Linked DNA regions of Sus scrofa: region 2 is linked to region 1. A link is a contact called in public Hi-C data. All regions are on one chromosome and are shown on one strand. Each heading gives the region's core, a stretch centred on a gene start, on an enhancer-like site or on the middle of the called end of the contact. The rest is flanking DNA. Distances are from core to core; before and after follow the strand shown. Region 1 has its middle 650 kb from the start of FAM135B. Region 2 has its middle 720 kb from the start of FAM135B.

The links. Hi-C and Micro-C count contacts between places; a contact is called where the count stands out from the background.
Region 2: a contact with region 1 is called in a Hi-C map of liver, with 2.3 times the contacts expected there. The contact joins two enhancer-like sites. A contact is called at or near these places in 1 of 5 promoter capture datasets (liver) and 4 of 47 Hi-C or Micro-C datasets (embryonic fibroblasts, epiblast stem cells and liver).

The regions. Positions count from the first base shown.
Region 1 is chr4:5,020,646-5,026,029 of Sscrofa11.1, reverse strand. No RefSeq gene overlaps it. Among named protein-coding and RNA genes, the nearest start is that of FAM135B, 650 kb to the right of the region's middle. Within about 2 kb of position 3,384, at least 1 of the 83 cell types and tissues checked has an H3K27ac peak or open chromatin away from gene starts, as enhancers often do. A contact at or near this core is called in liver, where this site is marked.
Region 2 is chr4:5,087,553-5,092,936 of Sscrofa11.1, reverse strand. No RefSeq gene overlaps it. Among named protein-coding and RNA genes, the nearest start is that of FAM135B, 720 kb to the right of the region's middle. Within about 2 kb of position 2,041, at least 1 of the 83 cell types and tissues checked has an H3K27ac peak or open chromatin away from gene starts, as enhancers often do. A contact at or near this core is called in liver, where this site is marked.

The DNA of each region.
Region 1 (5,384 bases), core at 2,135-4,634:
AGAGAGTCAAAACCTGCAGGATAGAAGCACAGGCTGGAGACCCTCTAAATCAGTCTTAAGAATAAGAAGCCAAGGTGTCTGCATATATCAGATTATCAGACTCTGTCACTTTGCCCATAATTAGCCTCTCCCATACTCACTGCTAGTCTTATCTGATCCTGTAATGATATGGCAAAACCAACTGAGTTCTGGAGATAGGCTTTTTATTTTTCTGAGCCTTTATGTCCGAAAGAGAAAGAACAGAACACCCATTTTCCTTGTTCTGGCTGGAGAAATCACTAAGAAAATTAGTGCCTTCAAATGTACCAGAGTTGAATTGTATCCAAAAAAATATCATACTTTTAATTAAAAAAAATAATCTGAGTGACCGGATCAAAATTCACCTGACTGTCCTATTTTAGGTCAGAGTTTTGTAAACTTCATCAGATTTTTGAATATGAAGCTACTCTTTTGTCCTGAGCACCCCCACTTGTTTGAGATTGAACTTTCTGAATGTCACGAAAGGAGAAGCAGACACAATAAGCCCGAAGATTTGGATTCTGAGGGAAGAGGACCGCGCATCAATCAGATGGAGCCCTTGGCCAACAAATTATTTGTATCAGCAGATGAAAATCCTATTCAGGAGCCAATAAATGTAGCTCATAAATGTTTAATCCACAAAGAAGAAAACAAATTTGATTTAAATTGGGAAGGAATTCTTTTGCCAAGCACAGCAGTCTCTAGACATTCACAGATAAATTCGTAGTTAGCAAGTTTGAATTTTCATCAATTCCCCATGCAATTTATAGAGCATTTTTAATATAATGATATCATCACTTCTTCACATCTTTATTCACCAAATCCCCCGACAAGAAGATCTTTCCAGTGCAGCACATTACCCCTCTGAGTAGCGATGTGCCTTTAGACAAGGCTCAAATTCTCTGGGCCTCAGCTGCCAACCTGGTTCAAACTTTATGTTTGAATATATGGAAGCCTTTTAATACATCGCAGCGCCAACGTTTTCTGTTAAGGGCCAGATAACAAATATTTCAGACTCTGTGGGCTGTACAACCTCTGCCACGACGAGTTGACATTACCACTGCAGTGTGAAAACAGATTAGATCCTGTGTAAACAAATGAGCCTGACCTTATGTTGGGACACGGAAATTTGAATTTTGTATAATTTTTACCCATCACAGAAATTTGCTCTTCTTTTGATTTAAAATTTTTTACTGTGATAGGTGAAAATTCTATACATTCAAATTGTAGTGTAAATACAGTACTGTGTTGGTTTCAGAGGTCCAGCACGGGGATTCGGTTTTGTACATTCTGCTTCAGATTCTCTTCCGTTAGAGGTTCTCACAGACTCTTGAGTCGCACTCCCTGTGCTCTACAGTAGGGCCTTGTTGGTTTTCTATTTTATATATATGGTGAATATATATTAATCCTAACCTCTTAATTTCTACTTCCTCCATCCTCCTTTCCCCGTGAGTAACCTTAAGTTTGTTTTCTATGTCTGTGAGTCTCTGTCTTGGAAATAAGATTGTTTTAGCTTTTTTTGGGGGGGGTGTAAGTGATATCGTATAATATTTATCTTTCTCTGTCTGGCTTTTTTTTTTTTTTTTTCACCCATTTGAATGTATAAGAACTGTTCTTATCTTTGAGGGCCATTCAGAAATGCTATAGCTGGCTGTCTTCTACTTTTGAGAGGTAAAACCGGTAAAGGAACTTTAAAGTTTGAGGTAGGTTAAAAGAAAACAAAATTGCAAATGAAAATTAAAAATACTTTCAGATGATATTTTCATGATAGCAGGTGAAAATGGTTATGTCTGGTCTCGTTTGTTTATGGTTGTTTATTCATTTTAAAAAATGAACAGACAGACAAATATACTGATAAGTACCACTCTAAAATATATGATATTTTATCCGGCTGCAAAATTATTCTATTGTCATCAGGAAGGCAGCTATGGAAATAAACCTTAAAATCATCTTTTTAATTAAAAAAATTTTTTTACATCTTATAGGGCAAGGAATAGTCATAGAGTTTTAGGGATCATAGAGTCAGGAAGTAAGCATAATAATTTCCATTTCAGTCTTTATTGCTAATGTTCTTTTGATCTGAAATTTGGCTGCACTATATAATTTAAGAGTAGATGTAAAGCTAATTAATGAATCTCCACCAAGGTGAGATATATTTTTATAATTTTTCTGCTGTGAAAAGTACTTGGTTGTACTTAGAGAGAAGAGCTTTTCTTTTTCAGTATTAGAAGGAACAAACTCTAAATTTGATGATCCTGGAAAAAAAACCCATGAATCTCAGATAATTCAAGTGTAATTTACATGATTGAATACTTACTTTTAGCCAGGTCACATAGTAGTCTAACTACGATAGAATTTAATAAACAAAGCACCCTTTGTGGGAGATTCTAAAGTTTCAACTTGATAGGGAAAGAACACTCCCAGAAAGTTTCATTCACCTGTTATTCCTACCTCAACACGCCACTGCTCTCCCCAAAACATGTGGAAAATATACGTGAAAATATCTGTCAAAGATGAGGTGTTCCATGCAAAAGGAAGTGGAAGAAGCACCATCTGTGGGTGTCTATGTGTGCAAGGTATTATGGGAGGTAGAAGCATCTCCACTCATCAATCTATTCATTTACTCCTGGAGAATCTAAGTGTCAGTATATCCCAAACTTGACCTGACCCACACAAGGGGAGCACACATATACTCAGACTTCCGACAGCCTTGCAAACTAGGGGGTTAACAACTTGGAAAACTAAGACCTACATTCTGGACCTTAAGGTCACCGTACAACAATGGTTGGTACCAAGATTTGAACCTGCGTTTATTTAGTGTAAGAGGATCTGCTTATTTCATACAACACTGCCTCTGTAGGATTAACAGACTCCTTTCCTGGTGTCTTCAGCTGCCTCTCCACACATTAACTCTCTTTGTATTGTCACTATAACAATAATAAGAGGGAAAAAAAATCCCACCAAACCTAGAAGGCACCCCCATTTTCTGATAATTTTGCAGATAGTTTGCTTTGTTTTGTAAGTGTATCTACAGGGGAGAGGGCTATGGATACTTGAAATGAGTTGGAAGTGGGTTTTTATTTGTTTGAAATTATTTCGCCAGCCTTCCCTGACATTTGCTGTTAATTATTCACTGGGAAAAGGAGAAATATGTCAACACAACATTTGTCACCAGTTATTTAGAGGCACAGGTTGACAGATCTTGGCAGAATCCTTGAAAGATGTATCCGACGTGGTGGCTTTTAGTCTTCTTATTTATTTTGTATTCTCAAGCCTGTAAAATAAAATCAAATCTTCAGCTAGTGAAGCTATGCAATAGCTATTCACAACAAAGACAAATATTTTGGACATGACTAGCAGTCTTGCAACCCGACTGGCAAAGTAAGTGGTCCTGATTGTCCTTTGTCCCATGCAGTGCAGGACAGAAATCAGCCAGGGGCAGTGAAAATGGTCCATTTCAAGCCTGCATGGAGTCAGAGGGTAAATGCAGTCAGTAACTGCCTCTTTACCGTTCTCCCAAAAAAATGGCCGTTTGGGGACCTCTGACATCTATTTACCTTCTAAGGGGTAGGACAGCCACCCAGTTAAAATCTTAAAACCACAAACACAACACTATAGCTCTGTTGTGTCCAGTGACTCCTCTGCTTTGCCAGACCTGACCTCTTCCTTTCTCATTGCACTTCCTACATTCTGCCTCTGTTCAAGCTACTCCAGTCTATGAAAGGCTGGAATAGTAGTTTGCTTTTCAGGAGGACCTGGATTCAAGCCCTGGTCTTCCCCTTACTGACCGAGTTCACTCTGTCTACTCATTTAACCTGCCTCCTAGTCTCATCTTCTTTTATATTTTATCAAAAAGGATGAGTAAGTCAATTATTCTCTTGTCCACATGACTTAGAGTTTCTTATCTCATTCAAAAGAAAACTCAACACCTTCTAACTCTCTACATTCTTACATAATCTGTTGTTTGCTTATTATGGAAACTCCTCCTACTGCTTTGCCTCATTCTCTCTGCTCTGGCAACACTGGCCTTCCCGCTCCTCCTGGAACAATCTAGCAACCTCCACCTCAAGGCCATTGCTCTTGAGCCTCCTTCTGCCTGCAAGAAGACTGGATCCAATGTCCACATAGTTTCCTCCAGCACTTCAGTGAGGTGTCCATTCAAACGTCACGTGATCAGGGAGGACCTCCTTATCTGACACATCCTGTCCCCCAACCTAACCGTCGCTAACGTCTTTACCCGAAAGTATAAGTGTCCATGCCAGCAGGGACCACTGAAAGAGCAGATTATAGGGGGACAGAGGTTCTTAATGTTTCTTACTTTCACTTCCCTTCCTTGTTACTACTGAGAAAAGAATACTGTGCCCCCCGAATTGCGTTAGAGTGGAGCGGGTCGCAGGCATTTAAGGTCCTGAGTTTGGACACGGTTCGTCTCTTCTCCCAACTATGTCAGGGCCACCACAGAAAAAGGGGAGCACATCTCTGCCCCTCCCTGTCATCTGCTCCCTCCCTTTTCTCATTCCCCTGACCCTCCAGATGGCACATTTTTTCTAATGCTTAGATGAGTAGAATAAGATTAGAGGAGTGGCTACTTTCTCAGACTTGGTGTTCTGGTCCAGGTCACCAAATTTTGCCTGAGATGGTATGAATACAGCCAAGAAGCAGCTAGTTACATGTTTTCTTTTCTATTGTGGCTTATATGTGCATCTGTTTTGAAAGCCCCTAGAGAAAAGCAGGTGATTGGCAGAGAAGGATTTAGGCATCCTTGAACTCCCTGGTGATAAAACCATCCTAATGACGTCACAGATCTCATACCGATTCATTCATATCAAAGATGTGTTGATTACCTAACGGAAAACACTCGGTGTTGGATGTGAAGTCATCCAGTAGATAATACACACGATTCCTCATAGTACAAAAAAGCTTGTAATAGCATTACCCAAATAATGCTTTATTCAGTATTTATCCAATGCCTTCTCTGTGCAAGACGTGAAGGTGATGATGGAGAAGAAGTCAAAATGACAAGATGCCAGTCTGGCGTTTACCTGTTGTAGGGCAAAGGTCAAAACACCAATAATCAATAAGCGCGTGAACTGAATAGATATACATTGGGAAAAGAAAAAAAATTATGAAATAGACAGAGTGTCCTGATGCGTGATAATTAGGAGATCTACTTTAGATAAATATTGAACACCCAAAGAAGAAGGCTCTGTAAACACCTGCAATGCAAAGAGCCGTGCGTGAAAGCAGCACCAGGAGGGGAGGATAAGATGGAATTGAGGAGAAGGCTGATGTACTTACGTGGGTCCTCATTCAGGAGGATGGCCTGTTTGAACCTCATTATGAGTGCAATGCGAATTTACTGAAGG
Region 2 (5,384 bases), core at 792-3,291, 68 kb before region 1:
GTACCCAGTCCTCCGCTTAAAGATTTTCTGTTTTGTGTGTATATCTATCCTATAAGTTACACCATAAATATCGATCTATTCTATTGACTACCTTTTACAGCTAATATGATGCCGTGTTAAATAAAGCCACCAGGCACAGTAGCATAACTAGACCCCACTCTGGCAGAAGACAGCATTGCCAGTGATTAAACGTGCAACTGCTCTCAGAAAACAGACAAACAAAACAGGCTTATGCCTGGACTTCAGCCTGAGAGTATGTATTTTAGCCCTGCCAAGAAAAAAAAAAAATGCAAAGAGACTAACCTATCATTACCTAATATTGACTTTGAGGGCAATGATATTTCACAAAAGCAGAAAGTTCAAAGCCCCCCATGTCACGTTGTTTGAAAATTACTGTTGCCAGGTCCAGACGTCTATGTGTATATCACAGGCCCTGCTGCAGAAAATACCTGCCGACATCATTCCTGAAGCAGTGTCATTTCTATAATCCCTTGGCCTGTGTGCTCTTAATAAAAAGGACATCTGTTCAGAGGGATAAGATGATGATGCGTGCTTAATGACAAAGGAGTTATGCCTTTTCATAATTTGACTTTGGAGCTATAGATTATAGACATCATGCAGATTTCTGCTTCGTGAAACGATGAAAAGCCATGTGTCATTGCCCTCAATTCCTCTGCTCTCTTTCTGCCACATCTTCACCCACCACCCACTTTTCCCATCTGTCTCTCTCACAGGTATCTTGTGAAAGCTGATAGTCAAAGACTATCAACTAGGATGAGTAGACTTGTCGTCTCATGTTGGCCTTTCCCTATTCCGGCCACATAAATTTTGATATGTCGTCTAAGTTGGTGAATCTCATTTTGCTACTCTCTCAACTGGAAAAAATAACACATATGTGATAGTCTGAAGACACTTAGATCCATTAGCTTAGGAAAACCACCTGACAGACACAAGGTGCTTAATAATAGTGGTAAAATTAGCAACACTAAGAATTACATTAGGAGAGATGGCTGTCCAGCTGAGAGGTTCATGTGTGAACAGCTTCTAACCTGCCTGCCTAAGCCCATTTATAGTGTAAAGACAGAAACCTGTGACTGTCTACATGAATTACTTGACCGATACTTGTAACTTTTAAGCTTTGAACACATACTGGTTTGATCACTTAGGGTTTCACAGTATTCCTTATCTCTACCGTTCCAGTGACTTCCACCTGGTTCTTGGGTTTAGTTTACAAAAACACTCAACTCTATTTTAATTGATATTTTGTATGGCTTCTTACTGACAACAACAAAGTCTTTGAAAAATATGTCTGCCCCTATTGCCTTCTCTTTCAACCCCATTTACTTTTATTTGTTCAGAAAGATTTTATCGCCTCCCAAATACCACCCAGTTGCCCAAGACAAGTCGGTATGGTCCTGTTCCAATTTTCTACTGATTTCTAGCAAATTCTTGCTAGTTCACAATATGTCAACAAGTGGGTGTCCTCTAGGGATGTCTCACTCTCCATGACCTACAGAGTAAGCTGTCCTCCCATGATGGTCCCTGGGATGGCTGTCATCCCAACAAGAAGCCTTAGACAGCTTAGCCGCGCCTGTTCCCTCAGCTTCCCAGTCACAGCCACTAAGTTCACAGGAATGTGCTTTCAGAGTATCATCCACCCGTCTTCCCTTCCCTTTCATCCATGGAGGTACCAGCCCCTAGTTTCTGCATATCCTTCTCTTTTCACCTTTGCATTTCTGTGCATCCTTGCCCCTCTGCCGGTATCTTCTTGCTAACATCACAAATTCCATAACTTGAAAGGAGCCTCTCTTTGAAAACCTATAATCCTAAAACATCATAAATATTAACTTTTGTCTACTTTGTATCTATCTTTCCTAGACGAAAAGGGTCTTAAATATTATCAATATATTAAATGACTACCTACCGTATAGGCGTCTCCCACTTTTCAAAAGTTAACTTTAAGCCACTTCTCTCTTATGAAAGACCTACGTCAGTACTTGTGTTTGCTAATTGAAAGGAATCCAAAGGGGTTTTTCACTTTTACAAAGAAAAGATACCAGGTGGAAAGCACTTGTTGCCAGGGGCCTTTATAGAGGCAGAGAGCACCCTGAGCTGGGAGAGCCACCCCGCCAGGCTCCTTCCCGGGCACTCAGGATCAAGCCGCCAAACCTTTGAACTGTGTCTGTGAGCATCTGTGTTTTATCTCCTTTTCTTCTGTGCTTCCATTAGCAAGATGTGTCCTAAGGTAAATGCCTCTTCACTCCACACCATTTCACCTTCCAAACAGTTTCATGGGAATGCTCTGCCGTTTGATAATGGGAGAAACCTATATCGTGTATATAGTTTTGAGTCAAAAAGTTTCGTCTCTCACTCCTGAGGGATTGCATGAGTTCAAGTGCAAATAAATAAATAAATAAATAATTCACTCATCCACTTGCAGCAAAACATACCAATTGATTTTTAAAATTCACCACAGGGAGTTCCCATTCTGGCTCAGCTGGGTTAAAAATCCACCTCGTATCCCTGGCATCTCTCAGTGGGTTATGGATCCGGCATTGCCGCAAGCCTCTGTGTAGGTCACAGATGCAGCTCAGATCTGGCATTGCTGTGACTGTAGCATAGGCTGGCAGCTGTAGCTCCAATTCCATCCCTAGCCTGGGAACTTCCATATGCCATAGGTGTTGCCCTAAAAAGCAAAAAATAAAAAAAGTAAAAAATAAAATTCACTATTGGTCATTTTTAACCACTAAAACGTGATCTGGCATGTGATAAAGCAGAGCTATGGCATTACAATAAGTGGAAATCCTGCTCCATATATTCTGTATATTCCCATCCCTGATTCCCTGACTGATAAATCTGTTTTCCTTTATCCATTTTTACTTCCGTTGCTCCATAACGGAGTTTATTAGGCTAGCACCTTAAAGGTATACTATAAATATTTGTTTATATTTTTTATTTTCAAAGTGAATAAAGGCTAAATTTCTATGATTGCCCCAGGGAGCAAATGAATAATCCAAAGAGGAAGCAAAACTGCTTATGGAGAAATGCCCCAATTCCGGAATTCTCTTAGAGCTGAAGGACATGTGAGAATGAAGAACCATGAAGGTATGAAATATTGCCCCCAAATCGCCCCAAAACACATGCAACCTATGCAGGTGAGGGGACAAGGGAACTGCCTCCCAGAATGGTCATGTGACCTTTCTCTAGCCTGTGCTCCTAGCCTTCCCCTCACTTACTGCATATGGATTTTCTTGTTTTTCCCTAGAGTCCCTTGAATTGTAGTTTTTTCACAAAACATCTAATATTGTTTTGCTAAATAACTGGCTCATTCAAGTAAAAGCAAATACATAAAAAGATTCTGGATTCTGTCCTAAATGGGAAGAGGTAGCTAGGAAGAGGTAGCTATTAGGCTGTCCAGAGAGGTCTATTCTCAGGGTACTATCTAGAAACAGCCGTTCATTCATGCATTCATTTCTCACTCAACAAAATGTATAAATAGCACCTTCTATGTTCCACCCATTGCACTGTTGAAAGGATCAGTTTGCAGAAAAATCAGATCCAGGCATTGGCCATGTGTACCATATAATGTCAAGGAGAAAAAACAATGGTGCAGAGATCCCTATTCATCATTATATGTATTTTCCATTTATTTGAATGCAGTCTGCCTTCTCCACTAGACAAGAAGTCCATGAGAAAAAAGATTTCGTTTTGATTTTATCCATCTCTGCACCCACTGAATAGACCAGGGTCTGAAAGACAGATCTTTAAAAATGTCTGGCAAATGCTAAATAACTTCCCCTGCATGAGAATTTACTTGCTTTCTTTACCTCTTTACCAAATACGGTTACCAAATACTTCCGCTTTTTGTGAGCAATTGGTTAACCAACTACTCCTAACTCAAATTACAGCGTTATTTCCAGGTTTCAGTAAGCAGTGATTTTGTTCAGTCAGTTGGTTTCTCTTATGCTGCCATAAGGGTCCTGGATCTGATTTTAGAATAAATATGCAACTCCAGCCCCTTGTATCGGTAGATAGCATTAAAGGTGTCTACCCAAGATATGCTTTCTAGCTGTTTCTTACGATACCACGGGCCCATGAGAAAGTGTCACATGACGGCTTCATTGGCAAATGTAGGTCAGGTTTACAGCTGTTAGGAGAAGAGCTGGGACTTCAGATCACACTGTTCAGCACGAGGTACCACCAATCATTCTCCTAGATGGAGGAACTGTCCTCCCTCACATTTGTTGCTAGGAGACAAAAAAGAGCATGTGTGCTCACCCACACCTGGTAGCGATTTTTACATGGATAGAACAATAAGAAGAACGATAATAGTGATAATACCTAAACCAGACGGATGTGCAAGGGATTGTAAAATCATAATCTCTACAGTTTCTAAGCCATTGAATTCCCTGGTTGAATGGCACACAAAAACACAGCCACGTTTTCAAATGTTGTTGAACTTCATACCCGTTTGTACCATTGATTAATATCATATTGTACCAAATAAAATAGCAACTGGAGATTTACGTGGAGAAAACTGTTTTAAAAAGTCAGGTGTGGTTATGACCTAAACACCATCTCACCCAACCCGCAATGACAGAGGCCATTCGCTCTCCCTCCCAAGAGACTGTTTATCCTTTGCAGGAATCAGCAAGCATGCATACTATTCATTTCACTGGTGGTTCTCCACAGGTTGCAAAAAGCCCATCAGACAGACTTCAGAACTCATGCTTTAGCCCCATGCTCTGATGGGTTATCTAATAGTAACAAAAACAGAGTGTTAGAAGTACAGAAGAAAGGAAAATCAAGCCTCAAAGGATATGCATTGTTAAAGATTTCCCCAGATAAATTAGCCAAATGCATGGTGGCAGATTTTAAACAGTAGAGAGGGGTAGAAGTAGGTAAGTCACTGAATGAAACTCCAGGTGTGCTATTTAAGTGGCAGGGACAAACCCAGAGGTATGAGAGGGAGTCAGCAGAAGGTCGCGGAAGGATGGCACCCTGGGAAAATGCCATGGTGTAGACGTGGGCTGCTACGTGTTAAAACTTTCCGAGAGCTACGTGGAGCACCCCTCCTTTGCCACATGCTCTTCTAAGTCAAGTCAAGAGAGCTTGGGCTCCCTCGTCTCCTCCACGGTGCCTTGAATCAGTCCTCCACGTCTGGTCACTGCCACTGTGATAGAAGAGGAATCCTGGAAACTCCTACCTGGGTGAATTAGATGCTCAGGTGTATTAAAATACTTTGCACTGGACAGCCTCAGAGTTGTATGTGAAGCCTACAGTTTTCTGAGTGCCAACCGGCTGCGTACCTGTGCTGGGATTTTCTTGCTGTGTGAGGTCACCTGGACACAGTGATAAAGAGCTATCCCGAGGTTCGCTGTGCA